Regions from separate parts of the Triticum aestivum genome. Here region 2 is linked to region 1. A link is a contact called in public HiCAR-type data. All regions are on one chromosome and are shown on one strand. The core of a region is the stretch at or near the end of the contact, and the rest is flanking DNA. Distances in the headings are between cores, read along the strand shown.

The links. HiCAR-type assays count read pairs that join an accessible place to other places.
Region 2: a contact with region 1 is called in a HiCAR-type map of leaf, with 4 times the contacts expected there. The contact joins the promoter of LOC123069734 here to the promoter of LOC123069721 in region 1. A contact is called at or near these places in 2 of 5 Hi-C or Micro-C datasets (leaf and an unstated tissue) and 1 of 1 datasets of contacts at active chromatin or transcription factors (leaf).

Annotation. Positions count from the first base shown.
Region 1 is chr1A:581,063,141-581,068,923 of IWGSC CS RefSeq v2.1, forward strand. LOC123069721 (protein REDUCED WALL ACETYLATION 3) reads right to left here and starts at 3,592. Exons shown (of 16, transcript XM_044492661.1): 1 at 3,202-3,592; 2 at 2,247-2,338; 3 at 1,923-2,051; 4 at 1,768-1,824; 5 at 1,603-1,675; 6 at 903-1,061; 7 at 246-395; 8 at 1-133. The coding sequence starts at 3,234.
Region 2 is chr1A:581,208,798-581,214,686 of IWGSC CS RefSeq v2.1, forward strand. LOC123069734 (solanesyl-diphosphate synthase 2, chloroplastic) reads left to right here and starts at 3,988. Exons shown (of 6, transcript XM_044492673.1): 1 at 3,988-4,546; 2 at 4,697-4,842. The coding sequence starts at 4,393.

The sequences.
Region 1 (5,783 bases), core at 2,342-4,841:
TGTTAAACAGGCCAAGTGATGCGTACACCATAAGTGTAAATAGGGTGTGCATTGGGCAGATATAGTACAACATAAAATCATTGTCAAGGACAATGCAACAGAAAGCCACAAAGAAATTTAGCCTCCACATCATCTGCGTTAAAAGTGTATTTATTACCCATTAAGTCTCTGACAGATGGTCCAAAAATCAAGAGAATTAAATTTATCATACGCAGAAGCGATAAAGGTTGAGGTAGACTCAGCACCTGTGCAAATCTTGCAATGCTAAAATCTTTCTTGATATAATAGTACGAGAAATTCCCAAATCCAGTCATCCAAACATAGCAAGCAATGAAAACACGAATTGCATTGTATATTTCTGACGCGCCAAAATAGTGGTACATCAGAAATAAGACCTGGAGAGGAAGATTGAATAATTATAAGTTTGTAACATACTTACAGCCAGAATACAGCTACAAAAAACTTACAAAGGACAACAAGTCAACAACAGAAACGGTACTGAAATATTAGTATATGTCTCCGTGGTATAAATTGCTGTAACATAAATGAGAAGAAGACTATCCCGGAACTAGTTTGAATATGGAGTAGCAGACTGGGACAATAATGCAAATACTCTCTTGACTTTAATGCATAGTAAAACTTGGTCTTGCAATATAAGAGAAGTAGACTAGAAACAGTGAAGGCACTAATGAGTGCACTATGTGCACAGCACATGGTGGAAATTTCACTAAATGAGCATCAAAGACATGCTTTGTGTTTCGTGTTGCAAACTGAAAGGATGAATGGCGAAAAAGTGCATCGAAAATGCCATCACACGCAGAATCTCTCAATATCTCCAACCACAGATATGACTAAAATCGCATTTACCAGAAGAACTAAAGCAATGAAGTAAAATCACTAACCTGCATCCACCCTTTCCATTCCTCAGTTTGGTGGCGGTTAAGATAGAGTATGGACTTTCCAGAAAACGCTGATTTCTCCTGGTGCTTCTTAAGTGAAGTAAGTGCTGATGCTATGATAAGAAGAATGTACAGGAACAGAAACAGGTCTCTGTTGTAGTTCTGTCAAAAAAAGGAACAAAGATTATGATACGAGCAAAAAAGAAGCGTACAGGCGTACACATGACAAGCATATATGGTTTTGTTTTGTATAATTCAGGTTTATCCCTACATAGTTGCTTATTACATGAGCACAAGAGTTAGTTTGGCTGACTCAGCTTACAAAATGTTGCAAGCATAAGCCACCATCTATTTGCTACAGGTTCCCAGATGATGGAAAGCTTAAAATTGTTAGATATGCCAAAAAATATGTCACCTGCTTTGCTCTAGCTCTCAGTCTCTAGCTTAATTTAGGCATATCTAAACTAAAGCTAGGCCAGACAAACCATTACAGCTTGCAGGTATTAATTGCTGAAAGATGAATGAGGAAACAAGTCATGGCGGATCATGTAACCAGAAGTAACAATGACACTCCTCGGAGATACGGATAATGTGCATACACTATTTTATTTAAATAACCGACACATGCTACAGTTTATATCTACTCTACTGTATGATACATCATTCAAAATGCATACAGTAAGAAATAAGAGTAACATAGTACCTTCTTGCTTTCTGGAAATATGTTTGTCCGGTCACAAATGTAAAAGTAAACCAGCACAATGCCAAATTCAGCCCTGCAAGATGGTTAGTGGACACATAAGTTTCAATAGCAGATCTCTTAGCTGGAAAATCTAGACTGGACGCAATTAATTCTGCAGGATCTTACATGGCTCTCAGTACAGCACGGTTTTCTAGCAGAAAAGGCTCATCCATTGTTATAAACCTGCAAGCCGCAACGACGTCATGACATAAGCACTCGTCATTTTCATGTGAGACCGTATAATCCTAAAATATGTATCTTATTGTTTATTCATATGATACCGTATTAAATTGGCTTTGGTAGACATGTTCCGGAATTTCGCCGATGGTGATTTCAACTGGCCTCCTTCAATTAATATAGCCTTCTCATCTTCCTTGGAGGTTTCATTTTCCAAAGTAGCATCTGAGTGACTGCAGATGACAAAATAATGGATGATTCGGGCAAAGTTAGGACGGTAGTTGTTCAGCTTCTGATTAACAAAGTAACTGTTGAATTATTTGAAGAAGCAGTATGCGGCTGGCAGTGGGTATGTATATTTAATGACAGCTGCTCGAATCTAAGTTGTAAAGTTAACCAAAAGCAGATATTCTGCTGAGAAATCTTACACTTTCCCATGTAACGAAGACTTCTTGTACTCCAGGATCTCGGAGTAGACCCATGCAATGAGGACTGGGAAAAGACCGAGTAAAAATGACACCTGCAAGGAAGGACAACACCGTGCGTGTTACATAAGCCCATGGCAGCATTGAAAATTGAACCTAGCCGCAATTTGCCAACGCAAACAAAAGCATAAGACTAGGAAACAAAAAGAGCTCAGCCTAAGTTTGGATTTGAGGAGTTAAGCAGCCAACTCCCAGTAAACTTTGCTCTATACTGTCTTCAGGGAAAGGTAGATCTACTGATATATATTCCAGCACAATGAATTTGGCATGGTGGACTGTTTGCTTTGATGTTTTTGACCAAATAAGATGTGGAATATCACAGCTCAAGTGCTGAACTCTAATTTTTCATTTTTGCATAAGTGTGTTCTGCTTTCTTGGATCATAACTGCGTGACACAAAAAGACATTTGTGCCTGGATGTCATGCGTCATGTTGACATGTTGTGAAACTAAATCAGAGCCGGGCCACCAAAGTCGTGAGGTAAGGACCGACTCACGTGACAGGCACACAAGACTACACCTTTGTGGGTACGTGCTGAACTGAATTTAATTCTTGCTCAAGCCCTGGAGCAACCTTAAACCATGGCATTAAACTCGGAACCAGGCTGCTCAGGTACACGTCACGCGTGTCGAGAACAGCTGCGACGCATGAGCTAACCCCGCTACGTAATCCTCTGCAATTTTGGTGGGCAGGGATCCAGGAGGCTCCTAGTGCTTGCTTGCTTAGACAGCAAATTCAGTAGGCTTACACACAAGTACTGCACTAGACGATTTCAAGAGCGGAGCGGGGGAGCTAAAATTGACTCCGGCAAGACGCTTATCTCGGCCGGCGGGGCGGGAATTGCTTGAGCAGCCACGAAATGAGACGAGGGATTGGCGGAGCGGGGGAATCACAGTCACCTGGCCGGGCGTGACGGGGCCGAAGACCTCCATCCCGCGCGAGATCCCGATCCCGATCCCAGCGGCAGCACGGGCAGGCGGGTCAGATCCGGGAGAGAATTGTGCACCAGATGAGTCGTCAGCAGGCCATGCCCCGCGAGCAGGGAAGTTGGACGGGGGAGAGAGACGGACGGCGAGGTCGCGGGCGGGTGGGGAGGAGACTGGGCTGATGGGGATGGGATTTATATATATCTTGCGCAATGGCGGGAGTGGGATTGGAGGCGGAGGGTGGGGAGGTAGGGGGAGGAGGAGATCTGAAGCAACCCAGCGAACGACGGGGCGGTGGCTGGTCGCGGTCGGGCCGGACGGACGGACCGACGGCCGGGGAAGGAAATGATGGGGAAAAGGGAGGAGGGTTGGTCGACGGGATGGTGGGTGGTTGCAAAGTTTGGTGCCACCCCTTTTCCTTTGCTTTTATACTCAGTTTAGTTTAGATTTTTGGACCCCGTCCTCGTGCTCCTTTTTAAAAAAAACAAAACACAGTACACTCGTCCTGCACCCCACCCTTGCTAGCATCTTTGACACAGATTGAGCAGACATAGTATCTTGAGATTTTACAAAGTCACCACAAAGACTCGGGAGTAGGAGCGTGAACATGGACATGGTCATCGGGACCACACAGACTCGTCCTCGGATCACCCTGGCGACGTGTCGTCTGTGGATAAGTGAGGAGCTAGCTGGCTCGAAAGAATCTTTGATTATGTTACAGGGCATGGCTTCTCGGTTATGCTCTGGCAGGGTGCTACCCTATAGTGCAGAACGACGCCTTTGTAGAGCCCGTTTTCAGCTTCACGGCATCTAAATCCTTTGTGAGAAGAGTTTGACGGTTTTTCATGTATCACCTAGAACTCTAAGCTCCCTAGGAGTACTTGCCCTGGACGCATCGAGGGTTTTGGGAAGTGCTCATTGGCTCATTTGTAAGTGGGCAATTCGTTGCTTGAGGCTACTTCGAGAGGTTTGCGGGGGTGTCCTAGTCAATGAACGAAGGCGCTTACTTATTTCCTCTTGACTCATGTGTCATGCCTTTAACGGCTAGTGTATCTCATCTCACGCCCAGTTGGGATCCCACCGCTGAAATCATAGGCGGCATCCCAAAAAGGGGAAACTATGTTCTTGGTTCTCTCCTCTTCCCCGTTCATTCCACTCTCGCTCTTCACCACTCGCCAGTCACCACCATGGCTTCATCTGACCCCTCGCAGGATCTACTTGATTCTCAATCCTTGATTGGTCCACTCTGAATCCATAGCAAAGTTATGCTTCATCCAAAATCCATGGGTGGTTCCTCTTCCTCCCCTTTTCCAAGATCTCCCATGCCCCGTAGGCTGCTACACTCAATTGGGAGGAGGCATGGGCATGTGGCATGCTACCAACAACACTGGGGATGCATGGAGTCTGGCAACTCATGGAGAAAAAATTGTAGCAGCCACATCCCATTAGGAAAACAGTCCAGCGAGGTTTTCATGCACAAGCCCGCCATGCCGACATCCGTGCGGTGAAGGAGGTGGCATCGTGCTCAACTAATGTGTTCTCGTGATTCTCGTTCTGTTGGATTTTTAATGTGTGTTGTGATTGCTTAGATCTGAGTAGTATCCATGGGGTTGTGCTCCATGACTCTACTGCTCGCACCCATCTCCTAGGGGGAGGAAGTTTTGGGAGAAAATCATGTAGGTGTTATACAACTCTATAACCGCATATGTTGTGACTTCTAATTTTAGTCTAGTTTTTTGGATTTAATACAACATACACGTCACCTACGAACACTATCGTGCAAGTCTGGTCCTGATATTTCTTTTACACCATAAAATGGATTTTCAGTGGAACTACGAATGTCTGTTCGTTCAAAGAAGGTGACATCGTGCTCAACTATGAATGATTAATGATATTTTATTTTTCAGCTGCACTTCTCGGTTCCAAAAGAGAGAAACTCTCCACGTCTTGGGCAGACAAGCTCTGAAGTGAAACTACGAATGTGATATATCTTCAGTTAAGTTTTATGTTGTGAACTAATCTGTAGTTGGATGGTTAGAAAGATAGTGGTATTCCCAGCCCAGCAGGGATTCAAGTCCTGGTGCTCGCATTATTCCTATATTTACTTCAGGATTTCAGGTGATGCGTTTTTAATGGGAGAGACGTTTCCATCAACGTTGAGGCGCATACGATGACTTCAGTGGGGTAGTGTGTGTGTGTGTGTGTGTGTGTGTGCGTTTATGGAAATAAGTGTATGCGCGTATGTATGAGCGCTTGCGTCTGTACTGTATTTAAAAAGATATTTTTTATGTTAACATAGATTTCTTTTTATTCACTCTCTCTTCTAATTTGCTAATAGATAAAGGTTATAGGCCAAATTTCGTGTTTTGACCCTTTTCCAAAGAATTTCAGGATCTGACCCCGGTTTCAAAAAAAAATCAGGATTTGACCCTTTTGCTACCGCCAGGGGATCTGGCGGTAGGGTTAGACAGCCTACCCCAGAACCCCTGGCGATAGGGTGTGATGGAGGGGGACGATGGCCATTTGACTGCGCTGACATGGATAAGTACCTACCG
Region 2 (5,889 bases), core at 2,738-5,237, 150 kb after region 1:
CCATGAAATCTGAGATGGGATCCATGTATGAGAACAAAGTATGCACTTTGGTTGACTTGCCCGATGATCGGCAAGCAATTGAGAATAAATGGATTTTCAAGAAGAAGACTGACGCTGACGGTAATATTACTGTCTACAAAGCTTGACTTGTCGCAAAAGGGTTTCTGCAAGTTCAAGGGGTTGACTACGATGAGACCTTCTCACCCGTAGCGATGCTTAAGTCTGTCCGAATCATGTTAGCAATTGCCGCATTTTATGATTATGAAATTTGGCAGATGGATGTAAAAACTGCATTCCTGAATGGATTTCTGGAAGAAGAGTTGTATATGATGCAACCGGAAGATTTTGTCGATCCAAAGAGAGCTAACAAAGTGTGCAAGCTCCAGCGATCCATTTATGGACTGGTGCAAGCCTCTCGGAGTTGGAATAAACGCTTTTATAGTGTGATCAAAGCATTTGGTTTTATACAGACTTCCGGAGAAGCCTGTATTTACAAGAAAGTGAGTGGGAGCTCTGTAGCATTTCTGATATTGCATGTGGATGACATATTACTGATTGGAAATGATATAGAATTTCTGGATAGCATAAAGGGATACTTGAATAAGAGTTTTTCAATGGAAGACCTCGGTGAAGCTGCTTACATATTGGGCATTAAGATCTATAGAGATAGATCAAGACGCTTAATTGGACTTTCACAAAGCACATACCTTGACAAAGTTTTGAAGAAGTTCAAAATGGATCAAGCAAAGAAAGGATTCTTGCCTGTGTTACAAGGTGTGAAGTTGAGTAAGACTCAATGCCCGACCACTGCAGAAGATAGAGAGAAAATGAAAGATGTTCCCTATGCTTCAGCCATAGGCTTTATCATGTATGCAATGCTGTGTACCAGACCTGATGTGTGCCTTGCTATAAGTTTAGCAGGGAGGTACCAAAGTAATCCAAGAGTGAATCACTGGACAGCGGTCAAGAACATCCTGAAGTACCTAAAGAGGACTAAGGATATGTTTCTCGTATATGGAGGTGACAAAGAGCTCATCGTAAACGGTTACGTTGATGCAAGCTTTGACACTGATCCGGACGATTCTAAATCGCAAACCGGATACGTGTTTACATTAAACGGTGGAGCTGTCAGTTGGTGCAGTTCTAAACAAAGCGTCGTGGCGGGATCTACATGTGAAGCAGAGTACATAGCTGCTTCGGAAGCAGCAAACGAAGGAGTCTGGATGAAGGAGTTCATATCCAATCTAGGTGTCATACCTAGTGCATCGGGTCCAATGAAAATCTTTTGTGACAATACTGGTGCAATTGCCTTGGCAAAGGAATCCAGATTTCACAAAAGAACCAAACACATCAAGAGACGCTTCAATTCCATCCGGGATCTAGTCCAGGTGGGAGACATAGAAATTTGCAAGATACATACGGATCTGAATGTAGCAGACCCGTTGACTAAGCCCCTTCCACGAGCAAAACATGATCAGCACCAAGGCTCCATGAGTGTTAGAATCATTACTGTGTAATCTAGATTATTGACTCTAGTGCAAGTGGGAGACTGAAGGAAATATGCCCTAGAGGCAATAATAAAGTTATTATTTATTTCCTTATATCATGATAAATGTCTATTATTCATGCTAGAATTGTATTAACCGGAAACATAATACATGTGTGAATACATAGACAAACAGAGTGTCACTAGTATGCCTCTACTTGACTAGCTCGTTAATCAAAGATGGTTATGTTTCCTAACCATGAACAAAGAATTGTTATTTGATTAACGGGATCACATCATTAGTTGAATGATCTGATTGACATGACCCATTCCATTAGCTTAGCACCCGATCGTTTAGTATGTTGCTATTGCTTTCTTCATGATTTATACATGTTCCTATGACTATGAGATTATGCAACTCCCGTTTACTGGAGGAACACTTTGTGTGCTACCAAACGTCACAACGTAACTGGGTGATTATAAAGGAGCTCTACAGGTGTCTCCAAAGGTACATGTTGGGTTGGCATATTTCGAGATTAGGATTTGTCAATCCTTCTGACGGAGAGGTATCTCTGGGCCCTCTCGGTAATACACATCACATAAGCCTTGCAAGCATTGCAACTAATATGTTAGTTGTGAGATGATGTATTACGGAACGAGTAAAGAGACTTGCCAGTAACGAGATTGAACTAGGTATTGAATACCGACGATCGAATCTCGGGCAAGTAACATACCGATGACAAAGGGAACAACGTATGTAGTTATGCGGTCTGACCGATAAAGATCTTCGTAGAATATGTAGGAGCTAGTATGGGCATCCAGGTCCCGCTATTGGTTATTGACTGGAGACGTGTCTCGGTCATGTCTACATTGTTCTCGAACCGTAGGGTCCGCACGCTTAAAGTTACGATGATAGTTTCATTATGAGTTTATGTATTTTGATGTACCGAAGGTTGTTCGGAGTCCCGGATATGATCACGGACATAACGAGGAGTCTCGAAATGGTCGAGACATAAAGATTGATATATTGGACAGCTATATTCGGACACCGGAAGTGTTCCGGGGAAGTTTCGGATAAAACCGGAGAACCGGGGGTTACCGGAACCCCCCGGGGGGTTAATGGGCCTCATGGGCCTAAAGTGGAGAAGAGGAAAGGCAGCCAGGGCAGGCCGCGCGCCTCCTCTCCCCCTAGTCCGAATTGGACAAGGAGGGAGGGGCGGCGCCCCCCCTTTCCTTCCTCTCCTCTCTCCCTTCCTTCCCCCTCTCCTACTTGGACAAGGAAAGGGAGGGGAGTGCTACTCCCGGTAGGAGTAGGACTCCTCCTGCGCGCCTCCTACTAGGGCCGGCCGCACCCCCCCTTGGCTCCTTTATATACGGGGGCAGGGGGGCACCCTAGGACACACAAGTTGATCTTCGTGATCGTTCCTTAGCCGTGTGTGGTGCCCCCCTCCACGATATTACACCTCGATCATATTGTAGCGGTGCTTAGGCGAAGCCCTGCGATAGTTAAACATCAAGATCGTCACCACGCCGTCGTGCTGACGAAACTCCTCCCCGAAGCTTTGCTGGATCGGAGCCCGGGGTGTGTCATCGAGCTGTACGTGTGTCAAGAACTCGGAGGTGCCGGAGTAACGGTGCTTGGATCGGTTGGACCGGGAAGACGTACGACTACTTCCTCTACGTTGCGTCAACGCTTCCGCTTCGGTCTACGAGGGTACGTAGACAACACTCTCCCCTCTCATTGCTATGCATCACCATGATCTTGCGTGTGCGTAGGAATTTTTTTAAAATTACTACGTTCCCCAACAGTACTTTCCATTCAATTTTTATGGAAGATCAAGATCTTTCTTTGGTTAAATGTGCACTAACCGGCCAAAAAGAGGGTGGATTGGGAGCACAAAATATGTTGAGTTAATCTACCCAAAAAGAGGGTGAGGGTTGATCATTTATTTTGTCACTACTCTGTGGCCAAATTTATATCGAGTCTCTTATAGTGGACTTTGAGTGTACCTTCTATTGTTGTTCATGTTAAAAATGTTTTTTCCATTTGGCTTCCTCAATTTGGGAAGGAAAAAAAGATGAAGCTCTATGTGGGCATTTCTGCACTGCTATGGTATCAAGACCTGTAGAAGTGTTGTATTGCTTTGCCCGCAAGAGGATGCATGCTTGGTCCTTTTGTGATTCTTCATAAATTTTTCTCTTACAAGTTCTTGGTCAATATTGCAGAAAAACAGGAAGATCAAAGGGACTTGTAGAACGGTGGCAAGTGAGGCGTTCAATACTTCGCATGGATGGCGCCCTGGAGTCATGCGGATTACTAGCGGCTAATGGATGAGAAATGAAGATGTTCTGCTGGCACCACTCTCTGATAGTTTGATCAACTTCATTCTATCCTCTTTTGAAGGACCAAAGAGCAAAAGGCGGTGTAGCAAGTCAAAGTCAGAACTCGGAGGTGATAGAGCCCTCTCTCTCAGACGCACACACGGTCAGGCAGCGGCTGCTTGGCTCGCTGGTGATCAGGGCTTGGGTTCTATGGCCCTCGTGGATCCACAAATCCCCCTTTCTCCTCCTCCGCAAGCCTTCCTCCATATTTTAAAACCTCCCTCCCACCACCACTCCCCCACCGGAGCGGAGCAGCAGCAGCCATCCAACTCCTCCCCCTTTCTTCTCCACGCAAGCGCAAAAGAGGCTTCGTCACCAAATTGGGCAAGATTCTCTCTTTCCCGCACGCAACCAATCGCCAGCCAGCCAGCATCACTCGTCCTGCCGCGGCCGCTGTGCAACCAAGGATTTTTCTGCCGTCCGTGCTTCTTGGGGCCTCCGAGCGCGCGCGCGAGCTAGCCTGCGTCGTCGTTGGTGTCTAGGTTCTTGGATTGGCGGGCGAGCGAGCGAGCTTGCTTGCCGAGATGCTGTCTGTGAGCTCGCCGAGGGTGCACATGAGCCGGAACGTCGTGGATTTGGGCCTGCTGGCCGCCTGCCGCTGCCGCCGCTGGGCCGCGCGCCCGGCGCCCAGGCGGCGCGCGCCATGTGTTTGTTTCGTGGCCGCACCCAGCCAGACAGGTTTGTGTGTCTCTCTTACTACCATGCCTTACCTTATCTCTGCTGGTTGGTTCAGAGACGTTCGGTACAACACACTAAGCAGCACACGTCCTGCCTGTAGTACCACCGTTGCTTGGAGTGAAGCTGACCTATTAAAATTCTTCTATGTAGGTCTTGCGGCGATCGACGTGCCGGCGGCAGAGACCATTGCCAGCGCGGCGGCCGGGACGGCGAGGCTCCCCGAGCGCGTGTCCATCGCTTCGCTCTTGGATGTCGTCTCGGATGACCTGCTCAAGCTCAACAACAACCTCAAATCGGTGAGCGCCTTCTCCAGGTCACATTCTCTTTGGTCTTTGCTAAGCTCACTCAAAATTAAAATTGCTTTGGAGAAGAAGATGCACCCCTGTGTTGTGTAGGCTGTAGACGTATGAATGACTAGTTTCCTTCTTCAGACTCTGTTTGATAGAAGCTCTCATTGCTCATGTTATGAAACTGCTTAGGAGGTTCCTCTGAAATACGTTCGGCCCGTCTTATTCGCACGCTATTTTACTAGCCAGGATTTCCTTGGTCCTGAAATCGATTACAGTTCCTTATACCGTGTGGAAAACAATGTGAATTCAGAACACCTGCAAGTTCAGTCCAAATAATGTATACCAGCAAACCAAAAGGTGGAAAGGCCACGGTTTGAAGGAGATTCTGCTGGGTTTCTAGGTGTATGGTTTCAACTTTGAAGTGTGTGCTGTTTGTTTTCCTACTTCAATCTCGGATTGGGAAGGAGCTGTGTTTCAACCCAGCTTTGGATAGTGTTAATTTTGATTAGTAAACTAATGGCACGACAGTCTTAATTGCTACATACTTACTTCCCTACAATAGACCATGGATAATGACGGATAGTACATCAGTGGATTGAAAATCATGCAGTAGCTACTATGCTTTCATGAATTATTCCAAGTTCATAAAATTTAATGGGACATATACCGTTGGGCCCAAAAGAAAGAAAAATAAGATGTCATAGTTTGCTGTGCACAAGTGTGCATCGGTTTAACTGTTCTTTAGAAGGGGATTGCACATAATCCACATGACTACAGTCTACAGACATGACTAAAGACAGAGACAGCTTCCTACTTGTGCACGCCTTTCAACTTGTCCAGATTCTAATCATGTAATGGCCCATATTTGATGGCTTGGAGCTGTGAGTAGCTGGCCTTTTCTGAATAGGCAATCTCTGTTTGCGTAATCAAGACAAGAAACTTCAGAGCACATATCAAATAGATATAACACACATATCTAACTAGTTTTCAACATAAGATTTTTCTAGACTAGTTCCTGTTGAGTTCGTGTTTTCCACAGTAACTACTTAAGTA